Linked DNA regions of Gadus morhua: region 1 is linked to region 2. The links are chromatin contacts, called in public Hi-C maps. All regions are on one chromosome and are shown on one strand. The core of a region is the stretch at or near the end of the contact, and the rest is flanking DNA. Distances in the headings are between cores, read along the strand shown. Region 1 holds the start of smap1 (small ArfGAP 1). Region 2 holds the start of asrgl1 (asparaginase and isoaspartyl peptidase 1).

Region 1 (6,021 bases), core at 2,365-4,864, 150 kb after region 2:
ACTAAGGGGGACAAGGATAAAGGTGATCAAAGTTAACGGTTTGGCGCACAACCTGGAGTCCACAAAGCGATTCTGAACTACAACTACACTCAAGACTTGGCACCACTGAGCTGGAGCGCCCTCAGCCACAGGCTCAGTTACGACAGCACCACCCAACCCTGAACCCTCACAACCCAAGGTATTGCTTCAAGGTATCCAGGGTGTAGGACTGCATGTACACAACTGTAGGCTCTGTATCTGCGCAATGCTTTCAAATGACACCTCCAGCTCCGGCTTGGAACACATTTCTTACTGACACCAGGGAAGCAGGACCTCGTCCGAGCCAGCAGGAATTCATCAGCCTCATGCGAGGAGGCGCCAGGGTTCTGTACTGCAGCCCATAACGTGGTGTCCAACAAGGCATGCCTCCAACATGGTTTTGGAGGTGTTTGGGAGGGAGGGAGGGGGTTGTCTCGTATCGTGTACACAGTCTAAATGTTGCCCCATCTGTGAGAGTGTGGTCGAGTAGTCACATTGTGTGGCAGAAGTGGATCCTCTGGGATGCAGGACGAATTCCAGAGAAATCCCATTCAAAGTACCACCTGTTCTCCGCTGCTACAATCTGTTGATCGCTGAACAGACAGACAGACACACATACAGTAAGACAGACGGGCCGCCTGGCGGGTCGCCAGAAAGACAGACAGAAATACAGAAAGAGCGCAAGAGCGAATGAGAGCAAGAGCAGATGAGAACGAGGGAGCGAGTGTGTGAATGAGATAACAATGTCCATTGGGGTCCATTGTTTCCTTTAAGGATCGCTCTACTTGAACTAGTTATGTTTGTAACAATGTCAGGTTGACTCGTGTGCAGAACTCAACACTGAAGCACTCATCTTGCATGGAAAAGGAAGAGCATACAGTCTGGGAAATGGGAGAGCATGGGACCACAATCAGCCATGACCTCAGGCCAGATGTGTTCTTTTGCTTGTTTTCTATTTTGGATCATGTGACTCGATTTTTCCGTAATGTCTGCACCCCCGATTATGTTAAGTACATGAACAACACACACACACACACACACACACACACACACACACACACACACACACACACACACACACACACACACACACACACACTAAAGAGGGGCTTGCCTTGAGAAACCTCAAGGTCATCTCCTCTTCTAGGCAGGTTACAGCTGTTCAGGTGTTCTGAGTACTAATTAAAGTAGTGCATATACACAATGCTATGCCATTGCAATTCTTCTCTGATTGATTTTTTCCCAACCCCCCTTACCCAATCGGCAGTAGTAGTACATTTTAGACCAAACTCGGACACTCACACTGCTATCTCACATGTCTTAAATGCAATGAAAACTTGTACCATGCTAAATAAGGTCCTTGTTAACTAAGAAAAAAAATCCCTTTCCCAAGGATAATCTCCCCTTTTCCACCCATACACTCAATTGAGCTTTGTATGTGATGGTGATGGAGCGCAAACTCACACAGGATCAAACGACACTTGAACCATACTTCATCCCCGGCAGTCTGGTGCGGTCGAGGCTGCAACACGCTGGAGGGCACGGGTTTCAAGAGCATTTACCTGATCCAATCAAACTGGATATCACAGGATGCTGAACTGCAGGACGCCCGGAGTGCAAAGTAGCCAAGCTCACTAACACACCAGTGAGGTGATGTGATTTAAGTTACACCATGCCCAGATGAATGGACGATCAAAAAGCATTTGTTCTGTTTTTGAGTGCCAATCTTGCCACGGGCTAGTCTGTGGGTTTTTGAGTCCCTTAAGCGTGACAGCTCTTTCCGGTTTGTCTCTGGGAGCGCTGTATGGATACAGATTGTATGAAGAAGGGAAAAGAGCTTTACTCTGGTTCTGTCTCCCACCATTTAACCCTGTACTGTAATATGAGCTGCCATTGAATGGATCCACCCATTCCAGTATGAGAATAGTTATACTGCAGTCAATATGCTCAACATCACAGCGATAGTGTATGTTTTCACATGGGTCAAGGACCTAACTTTTTACTCCATACAAGTAATAGGAATTTAGTAACAATGCTCTATCACTACATTGCAGTCACATTACAAAGGATTCGTACTAACAATCGATAGCCTTGTGAACCAACCCTAAGCTCATGGTTTGTGTTCCGTTTCATTCATCAGATATTTATTGTGAAACTTTAATTACTCGATAGTCTCATGAGATTACCCCATACATGCTTGAGGCGATTTTACCATCATCGAGGGAACTCTGCACACAACTACAACTATTTATGAATAACCAATAATATCTCATCTTTGCCCAGCACTACTTTCTCATGCATTCACACATTATCTTCAGGGAACACTGAAAATGTTTCACATTATTCACTGATAAACAAAGTCTTATGTTGTAGTCCAATAGGGGTGTGTCCCTTTGGCCATTGTTTGTACAGGTCCAACCGCAATTCTAGAATACATCCCATGTTGGCTGAAAAAATTGGCATATCTGAGTGGATTAGTATTAGTCACTATAGTTTAAAGCAAGGTTCCATTTGACACTACTCTTTTGTAATCACGCAATTGTCCTAGTAGGATAGGAAAAAATATAATATGTATATATATATATATATATATATATATATATATATATATATATATATATATATATATATAGCAAGAAAATTATAATAACTATATGTTACAAATTGTGGTATACATTTGAGTTTAATCATAAGTACACTAACCCTATGTTGCTAAACACGGGCACCAAAACAACACCCAAACTGGTTAGAGCAGTATTACTACTATAGTCTGTCACAGACACTTAGGGCTTCGGACGGCTCAAGTCAAAACTTGAAAAGGCGTTTGCTTGAGGAATAACACTAAAGAGTAAGAGAGACGTAGATCACGGATGCAGTGACGCAAAACCTATCTGTCGGATCGCGGTCAGACAAGTTGGTCATGTAGACGTGGCCGTCAAGCCCCAAAAAAAACATCAAGTGGGTCAAGCCTCGCGCCAAATCCCCTTCACCTCAGCCCGCCGCGAGACGACCTTTTTCCGCTCATTAATAAACCAGCGTTAACGATACGACGGTCGACCACGGCCATGGGTTGCAAGCCTATTGCCACACACACAGACACACACGCAACCACACAGACCGACACATCGGTATTGTAGCTGAGCGTTAGCATGAAGAAGGTATAGGTGTATGTACCAACTTGTCACGGCGGATGTTGGGTCCTAAACCCGGCGTCGGCCGCAGCACCACAGAGCCATGGACACACGGATGACATGACATGAACGATGTCACATGTAAAACTACATCCCATCATGTTACCTTTCGCCTCGCAGTCACAGCAATACTTGTTTTCCTCTTCCCTGAGCATTTTAGACAGGATGACCTGGTGCTGCTCGTTCAGTTTCAGAGCTTTCTCTCTCTCCGACCGCGTCGTCATCTTGCCAAAGTGATGTCGTCCTGCTTGTGGTGTGACCGCTAAAAGAAACCCAGAGCCTATTCCGTGTTAAGTTTCTGAAATCAACATGTATTGAGAGGGAGGGACATCACTGTGTGAGCTTCATACACCTGGACCGCTGCTAGTCGGTTAGCTAGAAAGGCAATATGGTTGGAGAACGGCAGAACGTCACTTCACGTCAACACCTTTTCAAAATAAAGGTCCGTACTGGGAATTAACCAGTCCCTAGACCGACGCTTCTGTGGTCACTTGTCATGTGTATTATTATGGTAATGTGCATCAGATACACAAATAAATAGGTTTTATATCATAAGGTATTAAAAATAAAAATAAAGTAAATTATAAATATTAATTATAACCAAATATTTATCTTGTATTATACTGTGTTCAATTATCAAACTAAAAGCATGTTTGTTAGAGCAATTTGACACTTTGAAATACAGCTTGCAACATTGGTTGACCTCTGAATGCAATATTATTTTTGCAACAATAATTAGAAGAACACATGAAAGACACATTATGGAACGCTTTTAATACTGAAAGACAACAAGACAACTGTACAGTTTGTTACACATACACACAGCACAGGCAGAATTAAAAAAGCCCCATCTCTTTACAACTCATTCATCTCAACCGAGAACATCATCATCAATAGCAGATGATTTGGCACCTGCCTTGATAGAAAAGCAGAAATTGAGTATTAATAATACAAAATTGTAACAAAATTAGAATAAATTAATACTAGATAGACCTATTCAACAGTCTTCAATGTGCCTCGAACTCGTAAGCCGCACACTTCATTTTTTTAATATAGATCCATTTGATTTGTAAATGCTAAAGGCCCATTGTCTTTGCAGATTATTACTTTCGACCAATGTCAAACAATTAGGGTAAAAGGCTTTTTGAAAACGTAAACAACATGGCAACGTAGCACCAAAAGACGTTACATCTTTTTACCTCGAATGTCCAATTGTTAAATACTTTAACAGTAATGTTTAATAACACTAGGTGGCAGTATAGACTGTACTCTTTCTGAGTCGCTCAACCAAATGAAAAGGATTGTACAAAAAAAAGAGTAGTCCAACCTTAATAGCTTAAGTATAAGTAGGCTATACTTTATTATACTCAAATTCGGTGTTGGATAAATTGTAACGTTTTTCAGTAATCTCTCAATTATTATTATTATTATTATTATTATTATTATTATTATTATTATTATTAGTAGTAGTAGTAGTAGTAGTAGTAGTAGTAGTAGTAGTAGTAGTATTATTAGTATTAGTATAATTAAGATTAGGCCTCTATTATTATTATTATTATTATTATTATTATTATTATTATTATTATTATTATTATTATGTAAACAATTGGCCCAACATCAGCTTCTTGAGGATTTGAAACGTTAAATCACTCAGTGTCAGTGACTGTGATTGTGTTTAAGAAAATGAATGTAAATGTATTTTCATTTTGCCATTTTGGAATGCCTAAGACAAAATGTAATAGCCTGGTTAGGCTTAACCAGTAGGATTTGGCATTGATTGACTTCATATTGTACATTAATCTCCATGCCAAACTATCAAATATATGGTAATATATGTATCTATTCTCAGAAGTATATTAATTAGGGTTAAACATTTTAATCTCAGTCATCGTCTGACTGAGACAATGTGTTTGGTTGCTAGTTAATGTTTCACATTTTTGATCAACTGACAGCAAACACAACTAAAGTATGACCTAGAGAATTAGTATTAGCATACGATGAAATGCGCACGTACACAAACACAGACATACACACAAACACAGACACAGACACACACACAAACACACGCACAGACACACACACACACACACACACACACACACACACACACACACACATACACACACAACTAAAAAGCTTGGGGTAAAGCGTTCCCTTTTGAAAACCTCAGCCCTCATAAATGGTTCACTACTGCACACTTTAAATCAAGTATGGCACTTTGTATATTCCTACATGTAAAGGAAACAGGGACCAACTTCTTTAATGGGAAAGTGTGAGAGGAGCAAAGAGAGAGAGAGGGACAAATAGAGACGGAAGGAGAGCAAAGAGTGTGCGTGTGTGAGTGCCTGTGTTTGTATGTGTGTGCGTGTGTGTATGCGTCTGTGTGTGTGCTTGTGTCCACGCGCGCCTGTGTGTTTTTGTGTGGGTGTGTTATATGCGCACCTGTGTGACCGCACTTTAGGTCAACTCAGAGCAGCAGCAGCAACAACAGAGACGAAAAATGTCACAAGTGGCACAAATCCAAACCTCCAGACGAACAGCCAATCAGAGGAGATCGGCCCCAGAGCGGACGGGGGAGCCGCGGCAGGCCCCTCCCAGGGTTCACAGCATGGACTCGATGGCCTCCGGCGTGCCCTCGGGGGTCCGGACTGCCTGGTGCCTGACCAGCGGAGAGCTCTCCCCGTCTGCCCGGTTGGCCACCGCCTCCACCCTGACCTCCAGCAGCTCCTCGGCCTCCTCCTCCTCGTCCTCCCCCAGCTCCGCCTCCTGCTGCTTCTTCTTCATCTCCTGCTGGTTGATGTGGTGAAGGATC
Region 2 (5,998 bases), core at 2,054-4,553:
TTCCCTTTACTTCCTCGCTCCCCTCTCTCCTTCCTCCTCCTCCACCACCTCCTCCTCCTCTGCGCTCAACTCGTTCACCAGTTCTCATGCACCATTCAAAACACACACACACACACACACACACACACACACACACACACACACACACACACACACACACACACACACACACACACACACACACACACACACACCTCCCCTCCACCTTGTCCTGACCCCCGGGGGAAGGTGTTGTGTGTGTGTTTTTATGTGAACATCTCGTGGGAGCGCCAGCTGAAATACAACAGAAAAACCTATGGGCCTATAGAATAAGCAATTAAGTCTGGGAGATAAAAAATACAGCCTGTGTATGGCTTTTTATTATACCTACTATGTTAAATTCGTGAATTATTCACACGTTATTCATATGATAGTCATGTATTAAACATGTGTTATTGTGTTTTATTATTGGATATTCTAATGTCCAAAATAAACACACTTTTATTTTGAAAAGAGAACTGCCGCGCTGTCCTGTGACGCAACAGCTCAGACCATTCTGCTTGTGCCACATGGTAGCTACTGGGAACACAGCCTACAGTTCAGTATGAGAGCTTGTAGTGTAGCCTAAGATTAAACCATTACACAAGGAGTGGGCTTATATTATACAGACGTAGATTTTCTAGATATTTCCTGGCTTAGAAATATATTGATTAATGTATCAGTAATTTAAGGGGGAGGGAGGGGGATTGTATTAATAATTACCTTAACAGGTTTATGAATTCGGCTGTGATGATGGATAGGGCCAATATTACTGATTATTATTTATTGACTATTATAATATGTAATAATTACTGTTTGCTGATCAAGTGAGATAGAATGTGTTTAATTGATGCCAGTAAAAGGTATGAAAAGATTACATAAATTCATTAATTTATAAAACTGATCTGATGGTACTTTTTTAATGTTCCACTCTATACAGTGGTTCCAAATGTGAAGCATTCAGTGTTACAGTAGTTCCACAGCGGGAGTGTTTCGTCCAAGAATGAGAAAAAAGACCATGCATATCCCATGAAACGATATGTTTATTTAGGTTAAATGAGATCCCCATAACGATGATTTCCTCTGTGGAGCCAAAAGTGCCTTGGTTCCAAAACATGCAGAGCATGTAAAACAGCGCCATCCTTAGGTGAATATATGCATGTGTTATATATTTTGCAAGTAATTCGTTTAGAATAAATAATGTGATACAAGTCAATACGGTCAGGCAATTTATCACCATGTGAGATCATGTCATTAATATTTTATTACGTTGGTGAGAAACCTGTCAATACACGGTGTAATCAGTCATCCCTTGTGATATAATTTATTTTAGTCATCGCTTCTTCTGATGACATGTTTCAAGCTAACAACAGTTGTGAATTGTTTCTTCTCCACATAATGGACAACACCATATACGATTTTATGAGTTTGTAGATAAGTTAAAGACTACAGACATGGTCACTTCGCCATGTCCGCCAAAGCCAAGGCAGACCAAAGGTTCACCAGGGTTAGAATTTGTAGGTGTGGCTTATTTACCATTCCACCTCCAATAGGTGATTCGATAGGTGATTCATGAACCACACTCAGAACGCAAGCTTGTTTACCTTGTGTCTCTGTTATAATAAAACACGTGTTGAATATTTACCAGTCGGAGTCATACCTAGCCAGCCCAATACGACCAAAGGATCAAATTAGTTTTTCATCAGCCTATGTTACACACTCACGCAACGCAACGCAAGATCATAGGCAGCCACGCATGCATGCACGCATACCATTAATAGTAGGAAAATAACCTAAATGTTTTAAGCAAAATAAAAATCTCCCAAGAGCAATTTATCACCTTTGCTTTAACTTAAACAGTTCAAATATGAATGCAGTGGTGGTGCTCCAACCGTGATTGGGTTAGGTTGGGATCGGTCATCTTTGCAGTTTGAAGTTCCAATAGACCTCTGAAGAATAAGTCCCGCCTCCTAGGCCCCGGTTCCATCGGTCAAATGTCTATGGAAAATAATATGGTGCTCGATCGAAAATATGAATAGGTTTCAATGGCGAGAAAGTAATTATTTTCTGGTCCCGGTCTTTATTTGCCCTGGATTACACATATGTCGCTTTTTAACCCTGTGCACATTGATTTCTCAATGTGCAACAGGTGTGCAGCCTCACCTACCAGATTCCGATCAGTCAGGGGCCAGGTGAGGCTTCTTAAACCAGCATCATCCACGCACACTCCACAGTTGCTTTGTCAAATTAATTACGAAAGAAAGTCATTGTAGGCAATATATTCTACATGTCTTCATTGTTGTTATTCTGGTCCTGTTCGTTTTCTGTTTCACTTTGGGGACGTTTAACACTTCATGTACACAGCTTCTAGGATGTATCAGAGAATGGAAATTGCGTTTGGGAGATTTGATTTGTGATGAAACTCAAAACCTCTCGAAATTAGCTGAATGTGAGGGAGTTTAACCTAGAAGCAGGTCATCAGACTAGACATCACAGTCCAAACTTATTTCATTGTTGTTTTTCATCCCATCATTTGATTTCATTATTGTCGGACCTCACTGTTGCCATCTAAAATGTTTGGTACCATAAAATAAATTCAAAATTCAACCGGTTCAAATTAAATTAGTATAACCAAGGGTACAGATATCATTACAACTTAGAATGATCAAATGATCTGCTCTAACAAACAGCTCAGACCATGAGCAGGATACAAAGCGGTGACCTAAAAATAAAACGTCAACAAGTTTTTGTGTCTATTAAAAATATACAGTCAATTACATAATTTATTAATAAATAATTTATATTTAGGGGGATAACTTGTATTGTTTCTCCGGAGATGGAGTGGTCTCGTTCCCTCTGTCCCCCCAGGTCCTGGGCCCTTAAGGATAACCACATGCATAATGGGGTTTACATGAAAATGCAGAGGTCTACAGCACAGAGGACTACAGCACTCAAGCATTTCCATACAATTGATGATTTGATGATCTAAATTAGTAAGGGGTTAAATGGAGGATTGGTTGGTTACCAGCTCTTCAGGAAGGCGATGACGAAGTGGTTGGTGTGCGAAATGTGAGGGAATTGTTGGCTCAAATATCAGGTCTGCTTAATAGCTCAGATAATGTAACCGAAAGATTGAGGCAGAATAGTCCCCACATTTTGAATAGTTGTTATCATATATATATATATATATATATATATATATATATATGCTATTTTTTATATTTTAATTAAATTAAATAATAATTATGAATTGCTGTCGAAATAGTGAGCACTGCTCCGCCTACATGGACCAATCAAAAAGAAGACGAGGAAGACGAGAAGGAGACGGAAGGAAGTCTTATAGACCAAGCCTCAGGAAAGAAAGAAGCAAAAGGTACGGTTTTACTTATTTCTGCAAAACCGCGTTAGCTTGAAGAGATCATGGATATTAAGCATATAATCAAAATAGCTTGATAATGTAGAAGAAGCACTCCCTATGTAGATATACCGCACTGCATAACTTGACGTCAATTTCGGTTGCGCAATACCCTCCAAAGTCCAAATCATACGCTTGACTTGGGATTGCACAGTTCTGCTGAACTGAGCTGAGCTTATGCTCTTCCGTTTTATTATTTATTTCTGACTTTCTTTATTATTCTACACAAACTTTTGCTCCACACTAAACATGTTGACGTCCAATGAGCGTCTATTTGATGTTGCTTCATCTACGTCCCTAGGGGGTTTCACTTGTCGACCTTCCAAGGGAAATTATTATCTTGCTCGTAGGCCTACAACTCTTTCTTTATAGGTCCATACTGTGGCGAGCACAGCCGTGGTCGCTCGAGTTCCGGTGTTGCGTTAACTGGTGACCATCAGCCGAATGCGTCGCTTGTTGTCATTGCGAATGCCTCTTTGATTTGTTTTCAATAAAATGTCAAAAACATACCCATCTCATTCGTATTTGGAGTCTTATTTGGAGTCTTCTACGCGTCACGTAGAACCATTTTAAGCCAAAATAAATGGAAAATGTGTGTTTTTTTTAATAATAACTACGGGATTCGAATTCATACCATTTTGGGGGGAAAATATTTCAAGTTGAGATTCCATTCCATTGTGTCGTTGAGCCACAGAGACTTTATCTGCTGCAGTACTAAAAACCACAACTAGTCTTCTTCCTAAGAGCAGGAGGCAGCCAGATCAACTTGTGACCCGACTGTCCATGTTATTAGTCCATGGTATTTGTCTCGTTTCCAAAAAGAAGAGGCCATTACACCAGTTATTCAAAACCTAATGTTGATTTTCCCTCCACTGCCTACAACCCAGCCAAAAACACTTATGCGCTCTTTCGCTATCATTTCGGTCACCTGATGTGGTGTAGTCTCTTGCTCTGGATCGTCTCTTAGCAAAGCAGCGGGCTCGAGAATCAATGTGACGCAAGGCTGTATCACTCTGAGACACAACGTTTATTCAGATCAACAAAGCATACAGATCGTCCAAGGGATGATAACGCCCCTGACTAGTTATTTCAGTAAAATATACAATTGAGTGGTAATGGATAGAAATGGCCAGGAGACTGTTCTGGTAAGCCTCAATCAATATCAGCCTTACCAAAACATTTCCCTATACTTGACTTCCCTAAATCTTTTAACAGATGACCTGACAGAACCCGTTTCTGTGGGGAAAGGGGAACTGGGGAAAGCAGCACCTCAGAGGTGCTACAAACATCCTTACTGTAGGCTACTGACTGCGATATATATTCTCGTTTCTCTTTCTTCTGACAAATGTAGGCCTACTTATTGTAAGTCGCTTTTGAGAAAAAACCATCTGCTAAACGTAAACACCCTAAATGTAGGTGGCCACTCAGAAAAGTTCTATATAAATGCAATCAATCGTTTGTTCCAAAAGCATAGTGTTTCTCTGTTTGTTGGGATTTGTGTGCCATATCATGTAACTTATCAATGTGTTCGAACAATCTCCGCTTATATCAGAAAATGTGCATATGTGTCATTCCCATGTCGTTTTATTAATGAATCCCTGTGATTGTTTCATACAAAGTATACAATATTCTTATTTTAACCGTGTGTGCCACTTTTCTGCTCATATAGGCTACTTTACTGAAATAACTAGTCAGCAGCGTTATCATCCCTTGGACGATCTGTAGGTATGCTGTGTTGATCTGAATAAACGTTGTGTCTCAGAGTGGTACTGCCTTGTATCACATTGATTCTCGAGCTTGATGCTTTGCTTAGAGACGATCCAGAACAAGAGACTACACCACATCAGGCGACCGAAATGATAGCGAAAGAGCGCATAACAGTGTTTTTGGCTGGGTTGTAGGCAGTGGATGGAAACAAAACATTAGGTTTTTAATAACTGGTGTAATGGCCTCTTCTTTTTGGAAACGAGACAAATACCATGGAATCTCAACTTGAAATTCCCCCCCCCGCCTAATGTTATGAGTTCGAATCCCGTATTTATTATTTAAAGAACATACATTTTCCATTTATTTTGGCTGAAAATGGTTCAACGTGACAAGTTTCCTCCAATTAGACTCCAAATACGAATGAGATGGGTATGTTTAGTCATTTTATTTAATACAAATCAAAGAGGCATTCGCAAGGACAGCTACGAGTCTTTTCCCGATTTCCAACAGCTGCCGTTGTGAGTACCAGATTGACTCGGCTGCCAGATCGACTCGGGGTCCTAGATGCGCAATAATGACGCACTTCCTGTAAACGCTGTCTTTCAAATGCGCATGCGCGTTTCATTCATTCCCATGTTATTCCCAAATATTAACGATCTCTTTTTGCTTTCTAATCTATGAATAATAATCTAATGTACAAATTATTGTTGCCTATACTTGGGTAATATGTAAAAGAAGAATCGGTTAACTCCATTCACTGAACGAGGCGATCCACTTTATTTCCAGCGCTCCCAACACAGAGTCAAAACAGCGACCCACACGCAGACACTTCCGTTCTCCTCCTTCAGAATAAGAGTC

What was found. A called contact is a pair of places that touch in the nucleus more often than the background predicts.
Region 1: a contact with region 2 is called in a Hi-C map of gill, with 2.0 times the contacts expected there. The contact joins the promoter of smap1 here to the promoter of asrgl1 in region 2. A contact is called at or near these places in 2 of 6 Hi-C or Micro-C datasets (blood and gill).

Annotation. Positions count from the first base shown.
Region 1 is chr15:17,736,320-17,742,340 of gadMor3.0, forward strand. smap1 (small ArfGAP 1) reads right to left here and starts at 3,615. Exons shown (of 10, transcript XM_030379542.1): 1 at 3,316-3,615. The coding sequence starts at 3,433. It overlaps slc1a4 (solute carrier family 1 member 4), which reads right to left. Exons shown (of 8, transcript XM_030379544.1): 8 at 5,445-6,021. The coding sequence ends at 5,811.
Region 2 is chr15:17,583,799-17,589,796 of gadMor3.0, forward strand. It overlaps asrgl1 (asparaginase and isoaspartyl peptidase 1), which reads left to right and starts at 3,304. Exons shown (of 7, transcript XM_030379537.1): 1 at 3,304-3,391.